Linked DNA regions of Mus musculus: all the other regions are linked to region 1. Evidence: chromatin contacts called from public Hi-C data. All regions are on one chromosome and are shown on one strand. The core of a region is the stretch at or near the end of the contact, and the rest is flanking DNA. Distances in the headings are between cores, read along the strand shown.

The links. A called contact is a pair of places that touch in the nucleus more often than the background predicts.
Region 2: a Hi-C map of the N1E-115 cell line shows a contact between it and region 1, with 4 times the contacts expected there. The contact joins two enhancer-like sites. A contact is called at or near these places in 2 of 15 datasets of contacts at CTCF or cohesin (both in the NIH/3T3 cell line), 4 of 484 Hi-C or Micro-C datasets (the G1E-ER4 cell line, the N1E-115 cell line, bone marrow-derived macrophages and 1 more) and 4 of 115 datasets of contacts at active chromatin or transcription factors (differentiating embryonic stem cells and embryonic stem cells).
Region 3: a contact with region 1 is called in a Hi-C map of the N1E-115 cell line, with 8 times the contacts expected there. The contact joins the promoter of Cdc42ep4 here to the enhancer-like site in region 1. A contact is called at or near these places in 1 of 39 promoter capture datasets (frontonasal cranial neural crest), 1 of 484 Hi-C or Micro-C datasets (the N1E-115 cell line) and 7 of 115 datasets of contacts at active chromatin or transcription factors (craniofacial prominence, embryonic basal ganglia, embryonic forebrain and 4 more).

The regions. Positions count from the first base shown.
Region 1 is chr11:113,296,073-113,299,781 of GRCm38.p6, reverse strand. All of the region lies in intron 7 of Slc39a11 (solute carrier family 39 (metal ion transporter), member 11), which reads left to right. Among named protein-coding and RNA genes, the nearest start is that of Gm51927, 11 kb to the left of the region's middle. Within about 2 kb of position 2,046, at least 36 of the 459 cell types and tissues checked have an H3K27ac peak or open chromatin away from gene starts, as enhancers often do. A contact at or near this core is called in the N1E-115 cell line, where this site is marked.
Region 2 is chr11:113,583,033-113,586,870 of GRCm38.p6, reverse strand. It overlaps a transcript of Slc39a11 not described here. Among named protein-coding and RNA genes, the nearest start is that of Slc39a11, 19 kb to the right of the region's middle. Within about 2 kb of position 2,565, at least 22 of the 459 cell types and tissues checked have an H3K27ac peak or open chromatin away from gene starts, as enhancers often do. A contact at or near this core is called in the N1E-115 cell line, where this site is marked.
Region 3 is chr11:113,750,532-113,753,949 of GRCm38.p6, reverse strand. Cdc42ep4 (CDC42 effector protein (Rho GTPase binding) 4) reads left to right here and starts at 2,135. Exons shown (of 2, transcript NM_001163346.1): 1 at 2,135-2,262.

The sequences.
Region 1 (3,709 bases), core at 797-3,296:
CTCTGAGGCCTCAAACCTCCATCTTCAATGATTGTCCCACCCGAGTGCCCCTCCCCCGCCCCAGCCCTCTTTCCAGCCCCGGAGCCATGTCCTTTTGAAGCACACATGCTTGATTGATGCCGTGCCACAGACTCATTATCGTCCAGGCCATTATCATCCAGGCCGCATGCTCAGACTTCAGCGTGATGCGGTCGATCATCATTAACAGAAGCAGCAGACAACATAATTTGTGAGTGGGCATTTAAGCCAGAAGCAGCATTAAAATCAGCATAATCTAGGCTACAGGGGAGCGATGGAAACCAGACCATCTAAGAAAACTCAGAACAGGGCGGACTTTTTACATTTGGCCTGTAAAGGTCAGCCAAGCATAAGGGCAGTCAGCCGGGGATGGCGGTGCTGATGGTGGTGCGGATGGCGGTACGGATGGCGGTGCTGAATACCCAGGAAGCCCCCAATGTGTTCTCAAGGCGGATGGACAGTGGCTATCAAGACAGACTCCCCTAGTGCTCAGGAGGGAAGCTGAAAGGGTTCCTGGGAGGCAGGTTGAAGAGAAAGCACATCCTCCACACAGTGGCCTGTCTCCACCCAGCCTGGTGCAGACTCAGGACAGGGCTCCAGAGGTGCTGGACAAAGCCACCTGGCTAAACTGGGATGGCTTGGGAAGGTGGGAAGGGGACGCTGGAGCCGTGGGACGGATTCCACCACAGAGCAAAGTGTTTGCTGACCTCGAGTACGAACTTCAGTAACCCTGAGGAGAGGAGGAAAGGACGGAGCCCTGCTGGAGAGAAGAAAAAGGAAATCTCAGAGAGATGAATGCAGACCACGAGTGTTCTTAGTTTAGGAGAACAGTTGAAGATCAGGTGGCAGGGAGCCACAGGTGATTCACGTGACAGTGATGGAAGAAAGAGGGAGGAGCTGCTATGAGTGTGTGTGTGTGTGTGTGTGTGTGTGTGTGTGTGTGTGTGTGTGTGTGAGAGAGAGAGAGAGAGAGACTATTCCGCACAGGCAGACAGCTACCCTACAACAGAGATTGCAAAAGGTCTGCCCCTCTCTGAGGATGCTGGCAGTTCCCAGCCACCCACTCCAGGAAGCAACTGATGTTCCACAGAGTTCTGTGTTGCGGATCCAGATGTGTTGCGGATCCAGATGCCAGATGCCACTGAAGATAGATTTGTTATGTGTGTGTGGGTGGGGTGCTGGGGGTGCAGGAGTCCTGGGGTCAATTTCGGGTTACCGGGCTTGACCTCAAGCACCTACTGAGCCACCTCACGTCCCTCAATCCAGCTTTTACTTGATTCTGGCTTCCAGTGCGCTCGCTATAGTCCGGGGGAATGTGAATATAGACACAGCTAACCAAGTCTGGCCCTGCACTAATTTCTATAAATGGAGGTTTTCTTGAGACACACGTTCGCCAATCTTTTCACATGCTGTCTCTGGCTCCTTGGCTACAATGACTGAGTGAAGAGTTGACGTAGACTTCTAAAGGCTGAAAATACTCTCTGACTTTTTACATAAAGTTCATGGACTTAGACATAGTGGACACAGCCCATAGCTTTTACCCAAGTTCACTGCTGAGCCCTCACTGTCTCTCCGTGACCTCATGGGTACTATTTGCAATGCATCTCAGAGGGAGGGAGTCTCACCTCTCTCCAGCAATGTTAACCACCACCACCAACAGAGAAGAGAGAGGTAAATATTATCAAAAAGGCACTCTCATTCCTCTCAGCAGTTCAGTTAAGACAAGAGACATAGGCAGAAAGCAGCCAGCCTAGAACTGGTGTGTCACTACTGCCACCAGGTGTCTACAGGCTGCTACTGCACCTCAGTGTCCTACTGGATCAGTGGCAGGGATCAAAAATCAGCGCCCAGGGGGCATGTGGTGGCATAGACCTATAATCCCATCCTTTGGGAAACTGAGGTAGGAGGATTTATATAAGTTCAAGATCAGGTGGGTCACATCACATGTAAATTATCAGATGAGCTAGGTACCTCGCCAAATTAGGTCTCAAAAGGGGGGAGGGAAGATTGGCCAAGGATACAGCTCAGTTGATAGACTGTGTGTCTAGCATGCACAGGGTCCCGGGATTAATCACCAGCATGGAGTAAAGCAGGCATGGTGGGCCGCATCTGTAAATCCCAGCACTTAAGAAGAGAGAAGGTGAATTTAGTGCTGTCCTCAGCTGTATAGTGAGTTTGAAGCTAGCCTAAGACACATGAGAGAGACACTGTCTTAAAAAAAAAAAAAAAACCAAACCCAAAACCTGTCCTCTGAGTAAGGAAGAGTCAGCCAGGCATGAGCAGTCTGTGGGCCAAGGGAAACACGTCTTAGCTTAGTGTTGCTTTCTGATCTGGTCCCTCCGTGGTTTCTTTTGGCTCCAACCACAAAGAAATGCCGAAGCCCGTATGTCCTTGGGGAGTCGGATGATTAAAGTGGTTTTCCTTTTCAGAAGTATCATTAAGAGGAGACCACACCTCTCAGCCCTCACTTCAAGGTACACATAACTCGAACCAGAAGGGAGAGCGAGTGAAGCAATCTTATGCTTAGACGTTGTGCTTTGCACCCCGTTTCCAGCTTTGGCGAGGGGGTGTTTATAGCCTGGACCGATGGCTCCGACCGGTGTCCGGCTGCAGGGCTGTGCAGAACGGGCAGTGCTGGCTGCAGATCGGACAACCCACAAACGGGCCTCCCCTGGTTCCCTGCACTTCGTGCTGCATGCCCCGGCCGGCTGCTGGTGCCCAGTGTTCAGACACTTAATCAAGGATGTCTGCTGGGTTAACCACCACTTTCAGACCAAGTCTGTGCCTGTTCCAAGTCTGCATCTGATAGCAGATCAAAGAGTAGAGACCATAAACGACATACATCTTTCGAGCTATAAAACACAGGCGTTGCTATATGACCAATCATGGGATGTGGGGGTCAGAACACACTCGTGGAGTAGCGATGGCTTTGTTTTCCTGTCTCACCGAGCTTCTGAGGAGCAGCCTGTGATAGCTGCTCCCAGCAAGAATCCACAGAGTGCGTGCTTGCCTCTATGGGCACCAAGTTCACCTGCCTTTTAGGGACATTCCAGGGAGACCCTCCCTGTCCCCGGGTTGTTGCTGTGGAGCTCCCCCTGCCCTCTGTCTTAGCCTCTCTGGAAACCTTCTCTAGGCTGAGGTATAGCTGGTGAGTTAGCAAGAGGGTGTGCAGGCAAAAGTGCGATGCCTTTTACCCTGCCGGCCCCTCTCCTCACCACAGCCCTTCACTCGACTCCCCTGCTGCAGGCCTTTATCTGCACCCAAAGATCTTGTCCTCCGTTTCACCTAAGCGAGCCAGCCTTTCTCCCATGTAGCTGTCCTCTAGGGAGATCTAGAGTGGTCCACCCACAATCCTCTTCCCACAGTTTTCCCTTCCAGGCCACTGGCATTGGAGAACGGCCCACAGCGCCACCATGTGGTAGTCTGGCTTCAAGACTCACTATGAGGCAATGGGGGAGAAAGGCTTCAAAAAGGCCAGTGAGGTGCGTCTCTGAGTTGCCTCACCTCGAGAGGCTTAAATAGAACTTCTCTAAATTGGTGTTGGGCTACATTTACTCTCTCCATAAAGCTAAAGTCTATCTGTCTATTAATCTTTTCTATCTTTATCTTCTATTTATCTCCTTCTGTAGGAGTTGGTAAACATTCCCTAGATGTTTTGCAAAAGTCGTGTTTATCTCCCCGCTATCTGGCT
Region 2 (3,838 bases), core at 1,316-3,815, 290 kb before region 1:
TTTAGAAGAAGACACTTGGAACTGCTAATACTGGTTACCACTCTCAGTGACCATTTAACTCTGCCCTTTAAAGGCTGCAGGACCTTAATAATGCCACACTGGGGCAAGCTCCTGACACATGAACCTCTAGGGAACACAACAGCTGCCCAGGGAAGGAAGAGCACACCCAGGCCCCAGGGGTAAACCGGCTTCCAAGAGAGGCAGAAATCTGGTTAAAGGTGGGTGGTCTGATGCTTGTTTTGCTTGGTTGCCAGGGGCAGCCTCTCTGGGTACCACAGGAGGTTTTAATTCATAGTCCATCGCAGATGCTCCGACTCAGTCTGCGGCAGGAGGGGAACGTCACCCTCAGCTTCCTACTCGGCCAGCCCTGTCTTTTGTTTTAGATCTGCTGTAACTGGGGAGGGGCACAGAGGAGTTGGAGAGAGTTGGGGGAGAAGCCTAAGGCATCACCTAACGCAGGACCCCTGCAGGAAGAGCCCAGTGGGGCCAACAAGGTTGAGAAAGATGTCTAGAAGGCGGTGACTGACTGTAGGCTCGTCACTGAAGAAAAGGCCTTACTGTGACCTCCAGACTTCTAGGCTAGACTAAGCAGGGTCAAAGTTCATGGTTTCCCATCTGAGTCTAAGCCCCTGCCAGCCTGAGTGAGTACTATTATACTGTGATCCTCCAAGAAAGAAGAAAGGCTGCCCCAAACTATAATTCCCATTTCTGCTTCAAAAATCTAGCTTATGCCAACTAAAAGAACTCTTTTAGGGCCTGGGAGATGGCTTCACCCCAAAATTATTCCTTCTTTTAGAACAAGGGCCAAATTCCATTCTTCATAATCCAGGTAAAAAAAAAAAAGCCAAGTCTCATAGTGTACACCTGTTAACCCCGGGGGTCAAGAGGCCCCCTGGAACTCACTGGCTAGGCAGCCACGGTCAGTCAGTGAGCTGCGGGTCCTGTGAGAGATCCTGCCTCAAAAGCTTTGAAAGCGATAGAGGAAGACAGCTGGTGTTGGCCTCTGACCTACACATGTGCACATGTGCACCCATGCATGTGTGCGCACACACGTGCATGCACACACACAGACACACACACACAGACACAGCACACAGACATCATGCACACTTATACATACAGAAACCAGAAGAAAATTCAGAACTCTTTTAGGCTTAGTTTGATCACATCATATCCATAAAGGAAATTATATATATAATTTATATATGCAAACATAGGAATAGGATCCTTACATACACAGAAAAATAATGGGATAATGGGATAAACCGGAAGAGGGATTATTTGATATCCTTGTCATTTGAGTATGATACTTTACCTTTTTCAAATCGCTCAAACTCAAGGTAGCTTTTTATTTTTATTTTTTTCACAGTATTTGCCTGGGGCCCTACTGATGCTAATCCAGACTGGTAGGTTTAAGACATACATTCAAGTCAGGCTTGGTGGTGTGTATCTGGAAACTGAGGTAGGGGAGTCATGTGTTCCTGGCCAGTTGGGGTCATGAGGAGAGTTTAAAATTAGCCTGGGTACATTGGTACTTTGGAACTCCATCTCAAAAGAAAATGTGTGTGCAGGGGTGGTGAGATGGCTTGGCGAATAAAGGGGCTTGCTGTTAAACCTGACAACCTGAGTTCGATTCCCTGGGTTTACAAAATGGATGGAGAGCACCAACTTCTACCACCAAGTTGTCCTCTGTCATGTGCTGTGGTGTGCACAGGTTTTTGGTGTGTGAGTGTATGTGTGTGTTTGAGACAAGGTCACATGTATTCCAGGCAGGACTCAAACTTATTCTGTATCCATGGACAAGTTTAAACTCCTTCCCTCAGGAGGCGGGGGATTACAGGTGTGTACTGCCACACCCAGTTCATACTATACAGAGGATGAAACCTAGGGCCTAGTGCATGCTGGGTAAGCTACAGTCCCCCAATCCAGCTTTTCCAAGATGCTAAATTGTGCTGGGAGGAGGTCAAGAACACATTTTTTGTTTTGTTTTGTTTTGTTTTTGTTTTTTGAGACAGGGTTTCTGTATAGCCCTGGCTGTCCTGGAACTTACTTTGTAGACCAGGCTGGCCTCGAACTCAGAAATCCTCCTGCCTCTGCCTCTCGAGTGCTGGGATTAAAGGCGTGCGCCACCATGCCCCACAAGAACACATTTTATAATTGGCAAAATATATACAGGCTTGCCTTCCTCCCAAGCAGTAAGGGTGGGTAAGGCCCCTGCCCCCGCTGGTCTGGAGGCAGTTATGGGGGGCTTTTGGCAGTCCCCAAACATCACGCTGTGACACAAATAGTAAACAGCACTCCTCTGCAGTGGGGGCAGAGCTGTGAGTGCCCCAGCCTGGGATGGCTTCTCAGCTGCCTTCTGTTAGATAGCTGGGGAGGATGCAGATGGATCACTGTGGCTATCAACAACAATCACTTCCCCACCCCCTTTTAGACAACGCCATCAGAAAGCGGCTGATGTGACTCAGAATGGTCCGGGAATGAAAGGCAAAAGGCTTCTTATTGCCTTCTGTGGGTTAAATAATAGAGAGCAGTTGTGGGTGGAGGGGCAGATGGCACGAGCTCCCAGCAGCTGGAGGCTGCTTGTCTTCATTACTGTCACCAACAGAAGGCTTCCTCTTAGACATGGGATAGCCTTTGGTCACCCAGCTGATTCTCTTCAGGAGCCTGCAGGGTTCAACCTGGCCTCTTTTTCAAGACTCTAATGAACCCGTTAGCTGGCAGGAGGCTCACACTCACTCCTGTAAGCACCTCTCTCCTTTGTCCGGACTTGTGGTCCTTAACTGGGGCCCTCTCTGGTCCCATGGGAGACTGCCTTAGCTGTTACATCCGAGTTTCTGCTAAGCAGGCTATTGTGTGTGCCCTGTCTGGCTTGGGTACTCCTCTGCGCTGTGTTTGGGAAGCTGTAGCCAAACAAAGCAGCCTCTGAGGTCCAGATGATCCGGTTGCCCCACCCTTTCCTGAAACACAGAGACAAGAAAATGGACCAAGGATTTGGTTGGTGTCTGGTGCAGCCTCTTACAGGGCAAGGCCCTAATTGTATACAAAATGCTGTCTTTCACCCAGCACTGAATTTGGAAGGTTCCCCTTGGTGTAAACACAAGAAGAAATAGTGCATGCCTGGAGCCATAGATAGAGTGAGGGACAACTCCCATGTAGTGGTTCGGTATCCTTCGTGCATGTCCTGGGGAGCTGGCTGAGGTTTGGGCCCAGGGTCATCCACTCAGAAGCCTGGCACTCTGCATCTTTAATAGACCCCCGTCTATGCTGGGTGTGTGAGCATCACAGGTTGAGAGGCAAGGCATAAACCTGACCCCTGAGGCCCCGTGGTTAGGACTGGCATTGTTCCTTTCAGGGCTAAAACGGGGAAGCCCTTCTTGAAGCTCTGTAGCTGTGTGTTCAGTTTTCCTTCACTGTTGCGACCCAGCAGCCTGGGCACTGACTCAATGGCCCTGGGAAGATCTGGATGGTTGGTCACCCGGGGGAGGGCTGTGTGGTTATGTGTGTGTAGGTGTGTGTGTGTGTGTACACATGGGGAGGCCGGAGGATAACTTTGGCTGTTATTCCCAGGAGGACTGTCCATCTTCTTTCAGGACATCTCCTTGTCCTGAAGCTCATTAATGAGGCTAGCTTGGAGCCAGGGATCTTCCAGTCTCTACCTATCACGGAGGGGATTGTCGGGGACAACTTAGGTGTCAACCTCAATCTTGCACCTTGTCTGAGACAGGCTCTCTTGATTGATTGCTTACAGTTGTGTACCTCAGATTAGCTGGCCCTCGAGGGCTTCAGGTTATCCTCCTGGATTGTAGTTCCTCTGCCTGCCATCTTGCCACAGGAA
Region 3 (3,418 bases), core at 886-3,385, 450 kb before region 1:
ATTTAGGGCATAGGGAGGGGAGTTGAAGGGGTAGCAGAGACAGAGAAAGGCAGAGAGAGGAGAGAAGAGAGAAGAGAGGAGAGAGAGAGAGAGAGAGAGAGAGAGAGAGAGAGAGAGAGAGAGAGTGTAAAGGAGTAGAGGCCGGCCATAAACATGGGGGGGGGGAGAAAGAGAGGGAAGAGAGGGAGTAAGAAGAGCGAGAGAGGACTCCTTTTTTTGTTTGTGTTTTTTTTTTTTTTTAAAGATTTATTTATTTACTATATGTAAGTACACTGTAGTTGTCTTCAGATACACCAGAAGAGCGCACCAGATCTCATTACGGGTGGTTGTGAGCCACCATGTGGTTGCTGGGATTTGAACTTCAGACCTTCGGAAGAGCAGTCGGGTGCCCTTACCCACTGAGCCATCTCACCAGCCCCCTGTTTGTGTTTTTTGAAGACAGGGTTTCTCTGTGTAGCCCTGGCTGTCCTGGAACTCACTCTGTAGACCAGGCTGGCCTCGAACTCAGAAATCCGCCTGCCTCTGCCTCCAGTGTGCTGGCATTAAAGGCGTGCACCACATTGCCTGGCAAGAGATCCTTTTATAGTGAGTCTGGCACACCTGGCTGTTGCCAGGTAACTATGGGGTGGAGCCTAGAAGGAATGTCAACAGGTGCTGTACCCATTTGAGAGATGGGAAGGCTTGTGGGCCAGTGAGGGGCAGAGTTGAAAGCCAGAGGCAACACAACTCTCTCCTACTGGTTTGCCCTAGTGCCCTGTTACAGCTACCTCTGACCCACAGACCTGACTCCGACACTGTTGTCTATTCTAAACCACATTTCTCTTTCATCTTGACAACCTCCAGGTGAGGGACCCATACAAGGACAGTCAGAGTAGGGGGAGGAGGTATAAATTCCCCATGGTAACCCAATCACGGTCAGAACCCCAGGGATATCCCCATCCCAAGTTACTTTGGACCCCGTGTTTTAGTTTCACTAATTTTGACATCTCTTTTGGTTGGTGGTGGTGCTGGGCTTGAATTGAACCAGCCTCGTGCTCCGCAGCCGGAACTGGACCCCTAGACCAGACACTGAACTTTTTTTTTTTTTTTTTTTTTTTTTTTTGGTTTTTTGAGACAGGGTTGTTTCTCTGTATAGCCCTGGCACTCACTTTGTAGACCAGGCTGGCCTCGAACTCAGAAATCTGCCTGCCTCTGCCTCCTGAGTGCTGGGATTAAAGGCGTGCACCACCACTGCCCAGCGACACTGACCTTTTAGGTTTGATTTTCACACAATATGGACAGTTTGAAGTTTTCATGGATAGACGGGGAGATGGGGGAGAGGTCGGGGATGGGGTGGGATCCTGAGAGACAGGGTTTCCAGAGGACAGTGAAGGAGCTGAGGGACCGTGAGGCAACTCTGGGGAAAAAGGAGGCTGAGGCCTACACCACCCCACCCCCACTTCCTTTAAGTAGTTAGGGAACTTTCACTTTGGGTTGGCTCCGTTTCCTCTTTATTGACTATTTCGCCCCTGGCTTTTATTGCTTTTAATGATCATTCATAGGTGGGGCTTCCTCTACCCAAGCACGCGGGATTTAATTCCGGGAGGTTCCCTGGGAGGGTACTTAAGAGCCCATGATCACCAGACAGAGCTATCAAAGCCAGGTCACCTTGCTGAAAAGTTCCTCCACTGCTCAGACCGGGTCTGGACTCGGGCGGACCTGCTTCTCCCGCCCTCCAGATGGAGAGGGAATCCACGGAGCCCAAGCTCCTGCTCGTGGTCCAGAAGTGGGTAACGTCCTGGAGGGAGTTGTTTTCTTACCATTGTTCAAAACTGGAAGAGCCAAGAGAGAGCTTCCCCTTGGTTCCTGGGGAGGGGATGTGCTCCTGTTTCTGCGGACCGCACGTCGGTTCCGCGGCAGAGCACTGGGGGCTGTGGGGCGCGACTCCTCAAAGCAAGACCTGCTCTGTCTACCCTACTAGGAGCTTGTGGGGGGCGTCTCAGGCTTTTAGATTTGAACCTGGGAGGCCAAGCAGCCGAGTTGAGTTCCGTGGCAGTCATTGGCTGCTGCGACGGAGTGACATCAGCGCGGAGGGAAATGGGAGGGAGGGCTGGGAGGAGCCTGGGAGGGGAGTGTCCTAGCTTCTAGCACACTCGGAGCCCCGGGAGCCAGAGGAAACAAACGCCGGCGCTGCCATGGGTCGCCAGCCTTGCCGAGGCGCCAAGCACACCGAGGGGAGCGTACAGCCGCACCTGGTCCGCGCTCGGGGAGCTGGGGACCGAGGTAGGCGACGAGCATCCGTTTGTGGCCCAGTGGCCGCGTGAGGCCTGGGTAGGCTCGAGACCCCTGGTGACGTGGAGAAGGTAGAAAGACCCGGGGATGGGGAAGATGAGGACCTAGGAGCAGGGCGCGCGCGCACACAAACACACCCCTCTGTGCCCAGCGTGGGTAGGCATGCCTGGGACCAGACCCAGAGTCACATACCGTGTCCCAGAAAATCATTTGCGGAGGAGGGGGTAACAACAGGGCTCAGCGTCGCCAGTACGCCCCGATCTGGCCACGGGGACTGTTCGGGGTGGGGTGAGTGGGCAGGTTTTAAAGGTCCACCCCCTCGCGCAGGAATGGGGTGTGTGTTGCCGTGGGCAGGCACACAACAATCGGCGGCGGTCGCCCCGAGGGGGGCGTGTGCGCACAGACTTCTCCATGAATAACCGCTGAGTTCGTCGGTAGTGGTAGAGGGGTGTACGCGTGCTCTCCCGTGTACACACACTGCTTTAGGCGCCACCCGGTGTCGCCCGGCCGGGGAGAAAGGAGGGCAAGAGCCGGCTGGAAGGCAATAGCCTAAAGAGCAAATACTCCCCGCCCGTCGGAGCCCTTCCTTCTCCCGCCCCGCCCGCCTCCCTTGGAAGACTTGGAGGCCAAGGCCGCAAGAGGCGCAGGGTGGGGCTGGGCCGAGCTGGCGGTCCCTTAGAAACCTGGGACGAGGCTTTACGCGGGGGGACCTGCGCGCGCGCCCGGTACGTCCGAAGCATGGGGCTCGAGGCTTTTTCAGGGGCGAGTAGGTAGCGGTTGGTTAATGATTTAACCGCTGGCTTGGGACGTTGAAGGCTGCGATCCTGATCTCTGGCTCCTCCCCATTCCTGGAGCGCCCCCAGCCGGAGGAACAAATCTGCCCTCCTGTGTCTGTGGCGTCGTCTGCTGGAGCTGCCTTTCCCCTTTGGGGGACCCCTGGTTGCTGTGGGTGAGTGTCCTAGACTGGCGGGGTGGATGGCGGTTGAGCTTCCTGGGAACAGACCGTAGGACTTGCGTGTGTGCCTGCGGGGGGAGGGGCGCTCCCTCTCTGTTAACTCAAACCAGGTTCCTTGTGTTTGCCCAATGAAATACTGCGGCCTGGGCTTCGGAAGTTTTCTTTTTCTCCCGGGGAGAATGAAAAGGAAAT